4 separate regions of the Rattus norvegicus genome follow, and all the other regions are linked to region 3. Evidence: chromatin contacts called from public Hi-C data. All regions are on one chromosome and are shown on one strand. The core of a region is the stretch at or near the end of the contact, and the rest is flanking DNA. Distances in the headings are between cores, read along the strand shown.

Evidence for each region. A called contact is a pair of places that touch in the nucleus more often than the background predicts.
Region 1: a contact with region 3 is called in a Hi-C map of kidney, with 2.0 times the contacts expected there. The contact joins the enhancer-like site here to the promoter of Ptprg in region 3. A contact is called at or near these places in 1 of 12 Hi-C or Micro-C datasets (kidney) and 1 of 1 datasets of contacts at active chromatin or transcription factors (oligodendrocytes).
Region 2: a Hi-C map of liver shows a contact between it and region 3, with 4 times the contacts expected there. The contact joins the enhancer-like site here to the promoter of Ptprg in region 3. A contact is called at or near these places in 8 of 12 Hi-C or Micro-C datasets (the Rat2 cell line, frontal cortex, kidney and 4 more) and 1 of 1 datasets of contacts at active chromatin or transcription factors (oligodendrocytes).
Region 4: a contact with region 3 is called in a Hi-C map of liver, with 3 times the contacts expected there. The contact joins the enhancer-like site here to the promoter of Ptprg in region 3. A contact is called at or near these places in 5 of 12 Hi-C or Micro-C datasets (Schwann cells, kidney, liver and 1 more) and 1 of 1 datasets of contacts at active chromatin or transcription factors (oligodendrocytes).

The regions. Positions count from the first base shown.
Region 1 is chr15:15,764,743-15,767,926 of GRCr8, forward strand. All of the region lies in intron 2 of Ptprg (protein tyrosine phosphatase, receptor type, G), which reads right to left. Among named protein-coding and RNA genes, the nearest start is that of Ptprg, 220 kb to the right of the region's middle. Within about 2 kb of position 1,734, at least 32 of the 93 cell types and tissues checked have an H3K27ac peak or open chromatin away from gene starts, as enhancers often do. A contact at or near this core is called in kidney, where this site is marked.
Region 2 is chr15:15,724,641-15,728,210 of GRCr8, forward strand. The region is part of intron 2 of Ptprg (protein tyrosine phosphatase, receptor type, G); the gene reads right to left. Among named protein-coding and RNA genes, the nearest start is that of Ptprg, 260 kb to the right of the region's middle. Within about 2 kb of position 2,036, at least 14 of the 93 cell types and tissues checked have an H3K27ac peak or open chromatin away from gene starts, as enhancers often do. A contact at or near this core is called in liver, where this site is marked.
Region 3 is chr15:15,980,530-15,984,114 of GRCr8, forward strand. It overlaps Ptprg (protein tyrosine phosphatase, receptor type, G), which reads right to left and starts at 2,052. Exons shown (of 30, transcript NM_134356.2): 1 at 1,856-2,052. The coding sequence starts at 1,940.
Region 4 is chr15:15,820,222-15,823,432 of GRCr8, forward strand. The region is part of intron 1 of Ptprg (protein tyrosine phosphatase, receptor type, G); the gene reads right to left. Among named protein-coding and RNA genes, the nearest start is that of Ptprg, 160 kb to the right of the region's middle. Within about 2 kb of position 1,445, at least 3 of the 93 cell types and tissues checked have an H3K27ac peak or open chromatin away from gene starts, as enhancers often do. A contact at or near this core is called in liver, where this site is marked.

The sequences.
Region 1 (3,184 bases), core at 484-2,983, 220 kb before region 3:
CATCGTAAGTACATATCCCAAGGAACCCAAGTTAGCATCCTACACATTCACACACTCGTGTTCATTCAACAATGCTGAAGCTGTGGAATCAGCCTTCATCCACAGATGAAGGGACAAAAGGCGGAAGATGCTGCACTCTGATTTTGCTACGAAGAAGCAAACAAAGGGTAGAACTAGAAATGACTGTGCAAGGGGGAGTGAGTAAGACTCAGAAAAAGAGTGATATGTTTTTCTCATGTGACCTAGAATTCTTTGGGGTATGTGCGCGTGTGCATCCACACCTGTGGGTACACACACTCGAGAGCGTGCGTACCTGTAAAGGACAGAGGCATCAGATCCCTCTGGAGCTCCAGTTGTGAGCTACCCAACGTGCGTGATAGAAATTAAACGTGAGTCCTCGGTAAGCCCACTATGTGCCTCTAACCACAGGGCCATCTCTGTGTGAGTGGCTTAGTGAATTCATCTAGTGTGGTGTCACCACTAGCACACAGTCTACCGAAAACGGGGGGTAAAAAAGACAGGAAGAAAGACACAAAAGTAGATGGAGGAAAAGCTGGGACTAGAAGATGAAATGACGGGTGACTATGACCTCACTCTGTGATACACTAGAGAAAATATAATGCAACTCACTATTTCATACAATTAATACACGCTGACACAAGGGTTCATTACTTAATGCTCTTATAATTCTAATCTACATGTTTCTATCCACCAACACATAAATAACTATTATGCGTTTACTTCCTATGGCTAGTTCTTCATAGCCAACGTCCTTACATCCATTTCCCAGAATTTAACAGGACCAGAAATCAAATTAATTCAAATCTCACTCTGAGGAGCATGGCTCACCCCATCTCATCACTTTCCGTGGTCTGTTTGCTGGCCCCATCACGTAGGCTCAGCACAGAAAGCCAGTTCATGGAATGGGGTGCCTTCCCGATGGTACGGCCAAACGCCATGGCAGTCAGGTCTACTGAGGAGGAAATGCAATTACTTAATGTTGGCACTGTGTGGTGACATCACTGCACAGTCCTTCTGGAACTTCCTACTACCCTTGGGACAAAAAGTGAGACCATGGTGACTTCACATAGGCAGAAGGCGAGCTGACCCTGTACCCTTCCATTCTTTCTTCCTACGGAAATTTCTGTGGATTCTCTGTTCCCTGTTCTGCAGACAAACACGTAAAGTGTGGGAAAGTAAAGTCACTGTTTAAGGTCAGGAGTAAGAGTTAGGAAAAACAGATGTGAAGGCAGCATGTCCAGGAATAAAGATACATATGAAAAAAGATATTTGTAAAGGGTCCTACACCCTCAGTTTCCACCCACCAGGACACAGAGAGTCTACACTTGAAAGCACTTGGAGTCAGAGGCACCATTAGGAGTGAACCCAAGTTTTAAAGCCTTTTTCACTGGCAGACGTGAATGGCATTGGTTTTAAGAATAACCTTCACTGGGGATCCCTTGCCAACTTCTATGTGGGAGAGCTGGAAAAAAGAGGGCTGTGATTCAATATTATCTAGGCCAGGGAATCTGTGCCCAAGGAACTATACGTTCCAAAGACTTTAGGCTCAACTTGAAACCTTTATGTTTTGTAACAAAGATGGTATGTCCTATATAATTCAATCTGTCCCAATATCACATTATGGAATTTAAATGTCTCAGTCAAATTGATTCCTGTCTGAGAACGTTCTGATGAGGTTGCTAACCTACTTAGGATTTCCAAACTGAACAAAGTGACCACCTGCATAAGAATTAGCAGGTAGGGGCCGGGAAGACAGCTTGGTCTATAAATGGCTGGCTGTGCCAACGTACGGATGGGAGTTTGGAACTCAGAATCCATGTAAATAAAAAAGCTGGGCACGGCAGCATGTGCTTGTAATTTTAGCACTGGAGACGTGGGTAGTAATGGGTCCCCGATGTGTGTGGAGCCATGAGGGGTGGGGGGTTCACAGGCCAGGCTGCTTAGGCAACTCTGGAGTCCCAGCCTTATCAAGTCCCAGTACATGTCTAGGATGTGTAAGGATCAGAAAGGGCCTAAACATGTCACCTCCTTGTGACAGTAGCCACAGACCTCTATGACACTGACCTTACCCGGCACATGAAGCTTTGCTGTCCCTATAGTCATTTCTCCATGCACCAGAAAACAAGACCCTAGTGACCAGCAATGACAATGTGCCCCACCTCCCCCAGCCTCCCTGTCTCCCTGGCCTCTGTCTCTGGAAACCAACCGAGTAGAATATACTTGTAACTTCCACGAGATAAAAATCCCCACTGTGCAAAGCCGTGGCCTGTGAGTACGAGGCTGCCTCAGAATTTGATTACATCTACTCGGAGCCTGATCCAAGGGAAGCCACGCTGGACATTTTGAGACTCTTGGCGTCTGCAGACTGCCCCGTTTGTATAAGGCTATCAGGACTCTGCCTGGATAGGATTCCACAACTGCAGGGAGCACATTCTGAGGCAAGCAGCCTGCCCTTCAATAATCTGATAAACAGGCGTTAGCTGCAGCCCTAGGAGCCCTGGATGCTGGGGCCCGGAAGCCTTTGTTGATCCAGATGTGGGAGCTCAGGCCTCATCTTGCACAGTCACTCTGAGCTTCCCTGGGGGATGGAAGAAAAGAAAGGGCTCAGGTCATAAAGAACGCTACGAACAGTTTCAAAACAGTTCAAAGTCTGAAAAGGGAAGCGTCATTTGGAGAAGACTGACAGTCACACAGGACAACACTTCTGCCTGGAGTCGAAAGTGTTTATAGAGCTACACACAGATATACACGTGTATATTATTTTATCTCCAGGCAGACTTCTAACAGGTCAACGACGTGAAGCCATGAATAAACAGATAAATAAAAAGATGTACAATTATAAAATCCAGTTCGGTGGAGTCAGAACTGAACGAGATTTATCACATAGAAGTCAACACGCTTTAAAAAAAAAAATCTGGTAAGATGAAAGCAGACGGAGACGGAGGTCAAAAACAAGATGTGGTTTCTTAGGGTTAAATCCAAGCTTTCATGCTGTCCATGGCAACCATATACCATGTCCCCAAGGCCCATTATAGCACATTGGAAGTGTGACAAAAAGTGTCAACTAAACTCGGTCTGCTTCTGAGCTGGAGGTAACGTTAAACATTCCGGCTGCTCAGCCCAGGGATTCTCAGCGGAAGCCCCATCTTAACAGTCTCAGACA
Region 2 (3,570 bases), core at 786-3,285, 260 kb before region 3:
AGAAGCAGGAGAGGAATTAGCGTTATTTTTCTTTTCTTTGGGAACTGAACCCAAGGCCTCACACACTACATGAGCTCTACCACAAAGGTATGTTCCCACCCAAGGTTAACTTTTTGCTTCATTTCCTTTACCAGGTGACTTGTAAATTGGATGTGCATGTACAATGTAAGCTCTATATGAGCAGGGTTCTGCAAAACAACAAGACACATTCCTACTGATCTGCATTCAGATGTTGACAGTGCTCCCATGCAGACTTTTCTAGATGGAGGGTCTCTAGTTGCAGCCAGTTAATGTTCCTATAAGGTCAGATACTTCATTATGCAAGGAACATGGACACGGCACTTTGAAGGAAATTCTTAATTTTTTTTTAAAAGACGGGGTCTTTCTGCATAGCCTGAAAATTTGGCTATCCTGAAAATTACTATGTACATAGGTCAGCCTGTTCTCAAACTCACGGAGACCCACTTGCCTCTGCCTCCATAGTGCTGGGATTAAGGAATAGCATGCTGTCCCCAGGTCCTGCCAGGCACAGGGTGATTTTAATAGACAGCCTTCACCGCACAGCCTTCTGTGCTTTAGTCACAAGCATCTTATCCCCTATAACCTCACCTGTGCCACATACCTATTCTTAGAGTTGAAACAACTCACTTCAGAATAGATCAGCCTTGTGGAGAGAAGCCGCAGGACAGAGTTACCTCCTCACTGTAATTTACAAAAGGACTCTCCTAGCTCTAGAATTAGAAACTATCACAGGCTGGGTGTGAGGCAAAATCCTCTAGAACTCAGGAAACTTTTGCCATTAAGAGATATCAGTCATAGTACTTACTGGCCGAGTCTATGCGAGGGAAGGCCTGCAACTCAGGTGCACATAAGGTGACAGCTGGGGCTACAATCGTCTAAGGCCCTCCACCCCATGGACGGGAGGATCCATCTGCAATGTGACTCATGCACATGTCGGGGAACTGCCAACAGCCTATTAGAAACACAGTGCTACATAGCCAACAACCTCAGCATACACTGGTTTGAAAACCACTGGTGTGGCAGACCCTAGCGCTTGGGAGGTAGAGGCATGGGAATAAGAAGTTCAACACCAATTTGGGCTACATGAAATCATTAGTGCCTAAAAAAAATTTTTTTAAAAATCAATCAATCATCAATCATTCGTCAATCAGTTGTCCACAGTCAATCAATCGACAAAGCACTGATGTTAATTGCCTCAACTCTTGAATATCTGCAAATTACAATAATAAAACACTAGAAAATTTGATTTTAAAGTGACAATATCTCAGCACTACTTTTCAAACTGCGTCCTCTAACTTTATGCTTTCAAATGGTGCCACCTAGCACACTCCCAGCCACACCAGGCACCCAGTCAGATTAGTCGGAATAAACAACAAACCCAGCCAACACGGTTTAATGATCCCACGTTTCCTGTTGCCGGACTGCAGGAATTTTAAACTTTGACTGCACTTTGAGTGGTAACATGGAGGATCTTACTTTGATCCCTGGATATAAACTGTGTCTCCTTCTACGTGAGTAAAAACAATCCCAGATCTGAAAGCGTGAACAAGTTCATATTGATCAAGCAACCTCTGCCTCTGCCAGACAGTTAATAACATGGGTAGTGCATGCTGGGTGTTTTCTGGTCTGCCTCTGCCGGCCAGTTTATTACGAGGGCGATGGTGCATGCTGGGTATTTTCTGGCCTCTCGACATTTGTATCCGTGCCTCTTTCTAAAGCAGTTAGATATTTTGCCTTCACATTTTCCCCAAATAGTATTGGTTTTTTTGTTCTTGTTTTTTAAGTGAACTATTCACTACTCACTCCCAGCCCACGGCAGTGAAGAGACTGAGTTACTCTTTTTGCAAAGAATCCCTCCCCCCTTTTAAAACCAAAAGGGATTTATTTTATTTTTCAATTATGCATGTATGTAGTGGTAGGGGGTAGGAAAGGAACACTTAAAGGCAGGTGCTTACGGAGGCCAGAGGAGCCAGGTCCCTTGGAACTGGTGTTATTGGCAATTATTAGCTGACCACGTGGGTGCTGGGACCCAAACTCAGGTCTTGTGCAATAGCAGTATGAACTACTAATCCCAGAGCCAGCTTTCCCGGCCCTCAGGAAACTTTTAAAGACAACGATAAAAGCTGTGTAAATGCTGTCTGAGCTGGAGTCCTCAGCTTTCCAAGAGGCTGGCCAGCTTCCTTCCTCTCCTCTAACCAACCTAGACCATCTTCTTGGCATGTCCAGCTGGCTGACGGTGAGGGATGCTTGTATTGTCCATGGACTCCATCTTACCACCATATGGGAGGTGGCCAGTTGCCAGGGCATCCTGACACAGGTGAGCAGAAGAGGGTGGCAGGCTCTGGAGCACACTGAGAAGTAACCTGTCATATAACTGATGGGTGCACAGACTCTTAAACAGATGGCATGGCATGGGGGCACAAAGACTGAGTCCTGCCTCTCGGTGTTATCAGGTTTCATACAAAGATATGCTTTGCAAAAAAAAATGATCCCTAAGATTACCTGAGGCTTTCCTTTCTGTCAGGTTTAAATATGACATGCACAGCCACGAGGGGGGGGGGGGAGCAAACCTTCAGCAAAGTATCACAACTAACATCATCATCAAAAGGTCTAAGCGACTCTCAGCAAAGAGACAAACCACCCAGATAGACAGAGCAGGAGACAGGCCCTGTTGTTTTAAACCAAGAAGTTGGCCAGGCAACTTAACCAAGCTGATGGGCACCAGGCTCAGTGAGAGACCCTGAAATCCCCAAAATTAAGGTAGAGAAGAATGAAGGAAGACACTTGGACTCGATCTCTGGCCTCCACATGTGCACACTCGCATGCACGAACAAACATAAACAAGCCTGCGTCTGCCACATACATGAGTGGAAATTAACCGATTAGTCATGAAAATCCAAGTATCAGGTTTGCTTTAAGCAACTCAGCTTGGAGAAGTCGGCAGAAATAGACCTAAAATCAAAGTCTCAATGGCTTAGGGAAAGTGGCTTCGGGCATACAATCTGGGCGAACTAGTTAGCAATCCCAGGCCTTGCATCCTTCCCGTGGATGTGTGCCTAGAATTTCTCCTAGGATCAGTTTTGGATTCTCACCTCGGTAGAGGGGAATGTCAGAAAGCAGCCACTTTGTGATGTTACTTACATCCTCACTGATATTAAGTTTATCATATGCTCTGCAATGTTACAGGCAGAACCCAGACTCGGGTCCACAGCACACGCCTTGCATCGGCCTGCACTGCACTACCGTTCTTCGCTTGCAACCCATTTTCCCATGAACACCTCCCCAAAGCCTGAATCATAGAGCATCTCTTTCCTCCACTCTCACCATTTCCCCTGTACTTCTAATTTCTAAAACAAGCCCTCGGAATTTATGAAATCCCCTGGGCCAGTGGTTCCTGTGAATTGCCCAGGTATGAAAAGCATTACACAAACCATCAGTCACCCTGAGAACCCAAAGGCACTAAGTGTGGCTGGCCATGGTTGCTAAAGAATGTTATCTATTTCCATCTTGTGCAAATTTAGGCGCAATTGTGGTTTCCTGTCCTAGGGT
Region 3 (3,585 bases), core at 802-3,301:
CCACCCCCTTTATGAAAAAGTGACCCTTACTAGGCTCAACCTCGGGTACACCCGAGCGCAGTCAGCTTGGCAAGTCCCTGACAAGGGAGGTTGGGAGAGGGGAGAGGTCTAGTCAAAGGCAATGATTAAAAACAAATGCTACCCAATGGTCTCTAAGGGAGAAGGGTGCAGATTCTCAGAGGATGTGCTCCTCAGCGTCTACTTCCATAGAGACAGGACCCTAGTGGGTAAACCCCAGGCCTCCTAGTGAGTAGGCACGCGCACCCTCGCCGAGCTCTGTTGACAGCACCAGAGACAGGAGGATGCACCGAGGAAAAGGAGCCGAAAAACCGCAGTGTTTTGCCCTCTGTCGCTCACAACCACCCTCAAACCTTCAAAGAGGGAATCACTCGCTGCCAGTCCCCTTAGAGAGGATCCCCGGGAACAGTGAGGGTCCTCGAGCTTGGCTCCTGGGTACACGACAGGGTTGGGGGTACCCGCTGCACCAAAACTCTGCGCTCTGGTTGCCAGAACACAAGCTATTAACCAAGGAAAACGGAAACAGTGTGGCACGTTTCTTTTTTTCTTGATTAGAATAACCGCCGCCTCCAATATTCCAGAACAGGCAGATGAGAAAGCAGAAAAACCGGGTGTCCTGTCCTTAGGAGATCGAGGAAAGAAAAGCAAATCGCGCCCTCTCCCACCTCTTTCCCTGAGCCAGGAGAGAGGACGTGGCCTTCACCCACTGAGAAGGAGCTGGACAGCTTAAGCGAGGCTTGAGCTGCAACCCTCCGACTCTGCAAGAGAAGAGGAAGGCGGCTGGCCTATGCCCTCACGAAGTGGGGAGGGTGTGGGCTGAAGGCTGGAAGTGGAGGGTGGCCGAGCTGCACACCGCTACGTGCAATGATTTAGGATTGTCGAGTGGCCAATATTGTTCCAGCCTTAACCTGGCTAGAAAATGAGCGGGTCTGGGTCTGGGTCTGGCATGCACACTCAGCCTGCAAAAGGGCAAAGATGAAGGGAGGGAGGGCGCGCCAGACAGAAAAAAAAAAATCTGCCCGGACGCCAGAAGCTACCCAGCTGTCGACCCGCGCTCTGCACTTGGACCCAGGCAGCCCAGCCCAGAAGAGTGATACAGAAAGGGGCCTCGAGCCCAGTGAGTCAGGGATCTAGCCAAAAACTCCCTGCTCCCTGCCCTCCCGAGTCTCCCAGGCCCCTCGCGTCCTGGGGGCTGCCTCCCGTTTGCACTGAGGCGTAGCCTGCACCTCAGCCCGGAGCAAGGCTGTTTCAAACGAGGCGGCCCCGGCGACTAGAACGCCACGCCGGCTGCTCCCCACATCCTAACTGCTCTGCAGCCAGCCTCCGCCTTCCATCCCCAAACATCTCCTTCCCCCCTACAAAGGGTCGGAGGGATGCAAAGTGAGCCACGGTTATGAGCTCCTTCTATCCCCGCAGAAGCAACGGGAGCACCCCCAGATTACTCAAACCAACAGAGCATCCTTCCCACAGCCAATCTCCCCAGACATCCTGCAACTCTAGCCCTCCGGATCAGCTCTGTATCAGCAAAGCAAGTCGCCTCCCCCCTTCCGCCCTCCCCGACTCCAGATGCTTCAAGCTTCCCAAGCCACAGTCAGAGCACATCTGAGTCCCCGATCCTCCTTTCCAGCCCGCCACTGCTTCTGCCCTCTCAGACCATCAGCCTCCTAGAACATTGCCGGAGCCAATGAAGCAGAGCTCTCTTTCCTCCTCCGTAGCCCGGCCCCCCTTCACCCTCTCCGCGGTCCCTAGACTGGCGCCCAAGCTCCGCGCCCCGGCGACAACTCCGCATACCCCGCGCGCGGGCTGGAGCCGCGTCCCATCGGCGGCCCGCACTTACCCGGGAAGCACACCACATAATGGAGCACAGAACTGGTGATTTTCAGGAACAAAATCCACCAACACGGTTCCAGTAACCTCCGCATGTCCGAAAACGCACATCGAAAAGAGAAAGGCAGGGGGGGTAAACTTGTTGAATAAGTTCTTGCTTCCGAGCGAGGCTCCGCTAAGCCTGGAGGCTTTCTCGGCTCGCCCGCCACACGGCCCCCAACACACACTCGGCGACTGGTCCCGCAGGAATCCGGGAAGCTGCCAGAGCTCCCGGAAAAACCTCAAAAAGTGACCGGGAATGCAAAGCTACGCTAGGGACGATCCTCTCGGAGGAGAAGGGCTCCTCTTCGCTCAGAGACGATCCAGCCGATAGGGCAGGGCGAAGAGGAGGCGCACGGCGGCACTGCCCGGGGCCGGGAGCAGGCAGGGACCGCGGGTGGCGGCGGCTAGGAGCGGAAGAGCCCCAAGTTGAGTCGGCAGCGCAGCGCAGCCCAAGAACCGGCGGGCGACGGAGGGGCTGTGTGCGGCGCGGCGGCTCCGGGCTTCAGGCGGGCAGCTCCTTCCAGGGCCCCGGCAAGGAAGGAGGCATGTCTGCGAGCGGGGAAAGGGAGGGAAGCGGCGGGGCGGAGCGCAGAGCCCCCCAGAACAGAAACGGCCAGTGGAGAGCAGGGAAACACAAAGGATCTCAGAGGGGCGCCGGGGCGAGGGCGCCTTCAGTCCATGCTCCCGAAAGTTGTGGCTCCGGCGCAGGCTGGGGAGGAACCGAGAGCGCGGGGCTGGAAACTGGCCATGCCTCCATACAGGAAGTAACATGTGAGCATGGATCCTGGCAGAGACTTTAAAGCCGGCGAGCGGGCGAGCGAGCGAGCGATCTGGGGGCGCGCGGCGGCGGGGGCGCGCGAGCACGGGCGCGCGGTGATGCGCATCCCCGAGCTGCCGCCGGCGGGGGCGCGCGTTGCACTCTCTTAAAGCGGCCGCGCAGGGCTCCCACTTCCAAGGACTTGCACTACTCTCCTCTCCAGGCGTGCCTAGGGCTATGGGTGTACGTTTAGAGGAGCTGGTAACCCAGGCTCCGTCTAGGACAGAGAAGAGAACCTCAGCCTTGTTCGGTCTGCGTGGCTTTGCTCCATTTTTGAGTTCTTAAAGGCGAAGCGTTTTGCTTGGATTCGGAGAGATCCCTGGCCTGGTTCATGAATCCCGGACTTGGGGAAGGGGAAAGGGTGGCCCGGTTGAAATTGGGAGAGAGGCGGGACCAGCAGCTATCTTTTTCATGGACTGGGGACTTCCGTGTGGCCTCACCACCTTGACGGTGCCTCGGCGGGGTGTACCTCCGGCGTCCCTCTCCTGCTGCATTCCGGGACTAAGAGACAAAGCCCAGCGGCCTTTGCACTCAGGTTTCATTAGATTTGATTTTTTTTTCTTCCTCCTTTCCGAGCTTCCATTGACAGAGTTTACTGCTGGGAGATGAGGCAAGGGATCGGGGGTTGATCCCAGGCTAGCAAAATCCAGCCCCAGTCCCACACCCGCTTTCCCTAAACCACGAAAGTCTGTCACGGAGTTCTCCCAACTCTCGGTTTCAGGGAGAAGGTGGCTGCACCTTGGCCTGGTTAGGCAGAGGGCGAATGAAGTGCGCCTCTCACCCGGGGCAAGAGAAAGCAGCACCCCGGGGCAGGACTGGTTTCCCGGCAGCTGCTCTAGGAGATGCGGCTTAAGTAAGCTACAGGGAGAGGCATCCGGGGG
Region 4 (3,211 bases), core at 195-2,694, 160 kb before region 3:
CACTTCAACTGCAAAGACGACCTTAAGACTTGCAACCGGGGCTGGAACACAGATGAGCCCTTAGAGGAAATGTGAACACGAGAAACTCCAAATGCAAATGGAAAAACCTGCTATCCCTTCTACGTGTTTAGTAGTCCCGAATGACAAGGTAAAAAAAAATCTAAGACGTTGCTCACTGTTATGTGCAAGGAAAATGTGGCCACCCACCATCCATCCGTCTGTAGATGAGGCACTAGGAACACCAGTGAGTACCTACATCAAAGGAAAGCATCACTCATGCTTCCCTCCCCTAAACCACACTAAACATTCAGTTCTTTTTTTGTGCATATGATAAATATTTTAATGTGTATCTGTCTACTGTGTTTCCCACAATGCCCCAAAGCCATTCCTCTTTGGACAGAGTATAGCAGCGTGAGCAGTGACAGTTCCGTTGGGGTTTGCGGGGTCACCTCCATTTCCCCGTGTGTAAAATAGGAGCAGCAGAGGATATTTCCAAAGGTCCCAGGACATGGGCGAGCAGAGAGCCTAACTCAGTCCCAAGCCCAACAGTCCAAATGATTCGGGGACTTACTCTTAACTAAGCTCCTGCTTGATGTGGGAGAACCTGCAGGACGTTAACTGTTTCGAACGTAACAAATCGGCGTACTGCCTCTGCTCTAGCCCACTAAGATGGTTTTGTCTGTATTTGTTGAAAGAAGAGCTCTCGTGTAGCCCAGGGTGGCCTCGAACTTTGGTGTCCTTGATGCCATGTCCCAGTTTGGGATCACAAACATGAACTTCAACACACCCAGCTTATTAGGTAAGGACAAATAAACCCTGTGCATTGTGGGCAAGTTCTCTACTGACATGAGCTACATTCTCTGGCCCGTGCCCAGTTGATTTCTAGATCTTTCCCTCCTTTCTCTGGGAATGACGTCTGAGCTCCCTAGAGGATGGATTCTCAGGACTTGGTCTGGGTGTTGGCTCATAGCCTGGTTTTTATTTTCTTCTGCTCCAGTCAACTCTACTAAATCTAAATTTGAACTGCTCTAGAGAGGATCTCCCTCAGCACCATCAGAACAGGGATTTGCTCCACGCACGGTCACCATTTCAATAGCAACCATAATCCATTCTATCTATCAATCGATCTATCATGGATTGAACGGCTACCCAGGCACCTCTACCTCGGCCCGCACGTGGGCTGGCCCTTTCTTTCCTTAAGCCGTTGAATCCCCGAGCCACGGCATCCAGAAAACCTCTGTGATGAAATCAAACGCAAGGGTATCAGGCAATCAGTCTTCTTTGCTTGTGGGCGTGCTAGACATAAGCCCCTGAAGATACTGGGCTATGATCCCCAAAACAAAGGGTTAGGTGGGGATCAAGTATGGGATCAGCAGAAGCTAGAATGACAACAGAACCTGGAGTCGAGCCAGGAGACAAACCATAGAAATCGATTCTTGGGATAGCATTAAGCCCACAGGCCAGAGTCAACTAGAAGCCAGCCTGATCTGAACCTGTAGAGGTGGAGAGTTGCGATGAACTGATTAGAAGACAAAACTGTCGCCTGTCATTTAAGTAAATGGCCGTGCGATGACAATTGACGGTATACTTTAAATCAGAAGTCATCCATCCGATATTCTACATATCAGATATCTACATTACAATTCACAACGGCAGCAAAATTATAGTCATGCAGTAGCAATGAAAACAACTTTATAGTCAGGGTTCACCACACCATGAAGAACTGGATTACAGGGTAGCAGCATTAGGAAGGTTGAGAACCACTGCTTTAAACAGTCGCTTCAACTTCTGATCATCAATTTATGTATCTATAAACGGCCTCTTGTGAGAAAAGAAGTATGATTATCAACAATGGGGTGAATTTTTTTTTTAAAAAAATAGAATTCACAAATAAATGACATAAACTTTCCTGGATTCTGTGCCTTGAAATTCACATCGAACTGTTTGGAAGCAGGACCCAAATGATAATTTTAAATGTCTTAGATTTTTGTTCGATGTTCTTCGGTTTGAGGAGGGGGTGCAGCCAAAGGTCACCCTCTGCCTCCCCTGAGTTACACCACTGCTAATACCGGAAAGCACAAACACTAAAACACAGCAGGACAGACGGGCTTGAAAACACAACAGGCTGGCCTTTGGGGAAGCAACTCCAAATGACCAGGGGAGCAAAGCACTCTATCACCAGGCACCACACCCTTCCCAACTATATTCCTTTTCCTTTTGATTGTGTCCATCTGCTATGTAGGATTCCCTAGCCCACCCCCAGATAACCGTGGAATTGTGTATCGATGGCACCTAAAAGAAAATGATTTAAAGCCCTCCAATCATTCAAAGAGAAGGTGATTTTTAAACGTATTTTTAAAACTATTCGAATAGCAGTCAATACACACACACACTATATATATATATGTATATGTATATATATATGGCAACTAAATATTTTATCGAAGGAACAGAGGTTTGCAAACGGTAACAATCTGTGGTTCCCAAGTACAGCTACAGAGTCAGCACGCCAAACTCAATCAATTTTAATACTCTGTCCTCTCCAGAGCTCCGACAGCCAAGCAAGCAGCATGGTACTGCTCTGGTTTGGCTCTGAATCATCCTATTGATTTTCAATATCTTCTGTGCAGAAAATTAAATTATGCAAATGCATGCCTTTACGGATCCTTACCTTAATGTGAAATTGCATACTTGCTTATGTCAGCAACTTAATTACACAATTAAAAATGGAGCGTGCTTATGAAAATGCGTGGTTTCACTCTTCGGAACAGACAATAAGTGTAAATCTGCCTATGGTTATCATTTGAGTAACAGGAAGGAGGAGAAGGTGTTATGCAAACGTAAACTCTGGCAAGTTCTACAACCTAGCCTCTGTGGTTTATGGGTCTGGAGTTCCTTGTCAGTTGAAAGCGTATGAAGGCTTTTTGTTGTGTTATACATAATCTTCCAAATTGCTGGAACAGTTGTACACAACACTGCAAAGCCCAGTAGTATACACGGATATACACACGTTTATGAAAGAGGTCAACTCTAATGTCATTGTAAGCAACAAAGACATATCCCCCATTGGCTGGCAAACCTGGGTAGGAAGAATTTCAAACGCTAGCAGTCTTTGAGTCTTGATTGTATAATAACGAAATGAGTTTTTAGAGGGACAAATCCAGAGACTCCTATCATCCCAGTCTACCCATCCTGACAAGATGAAAGTGGA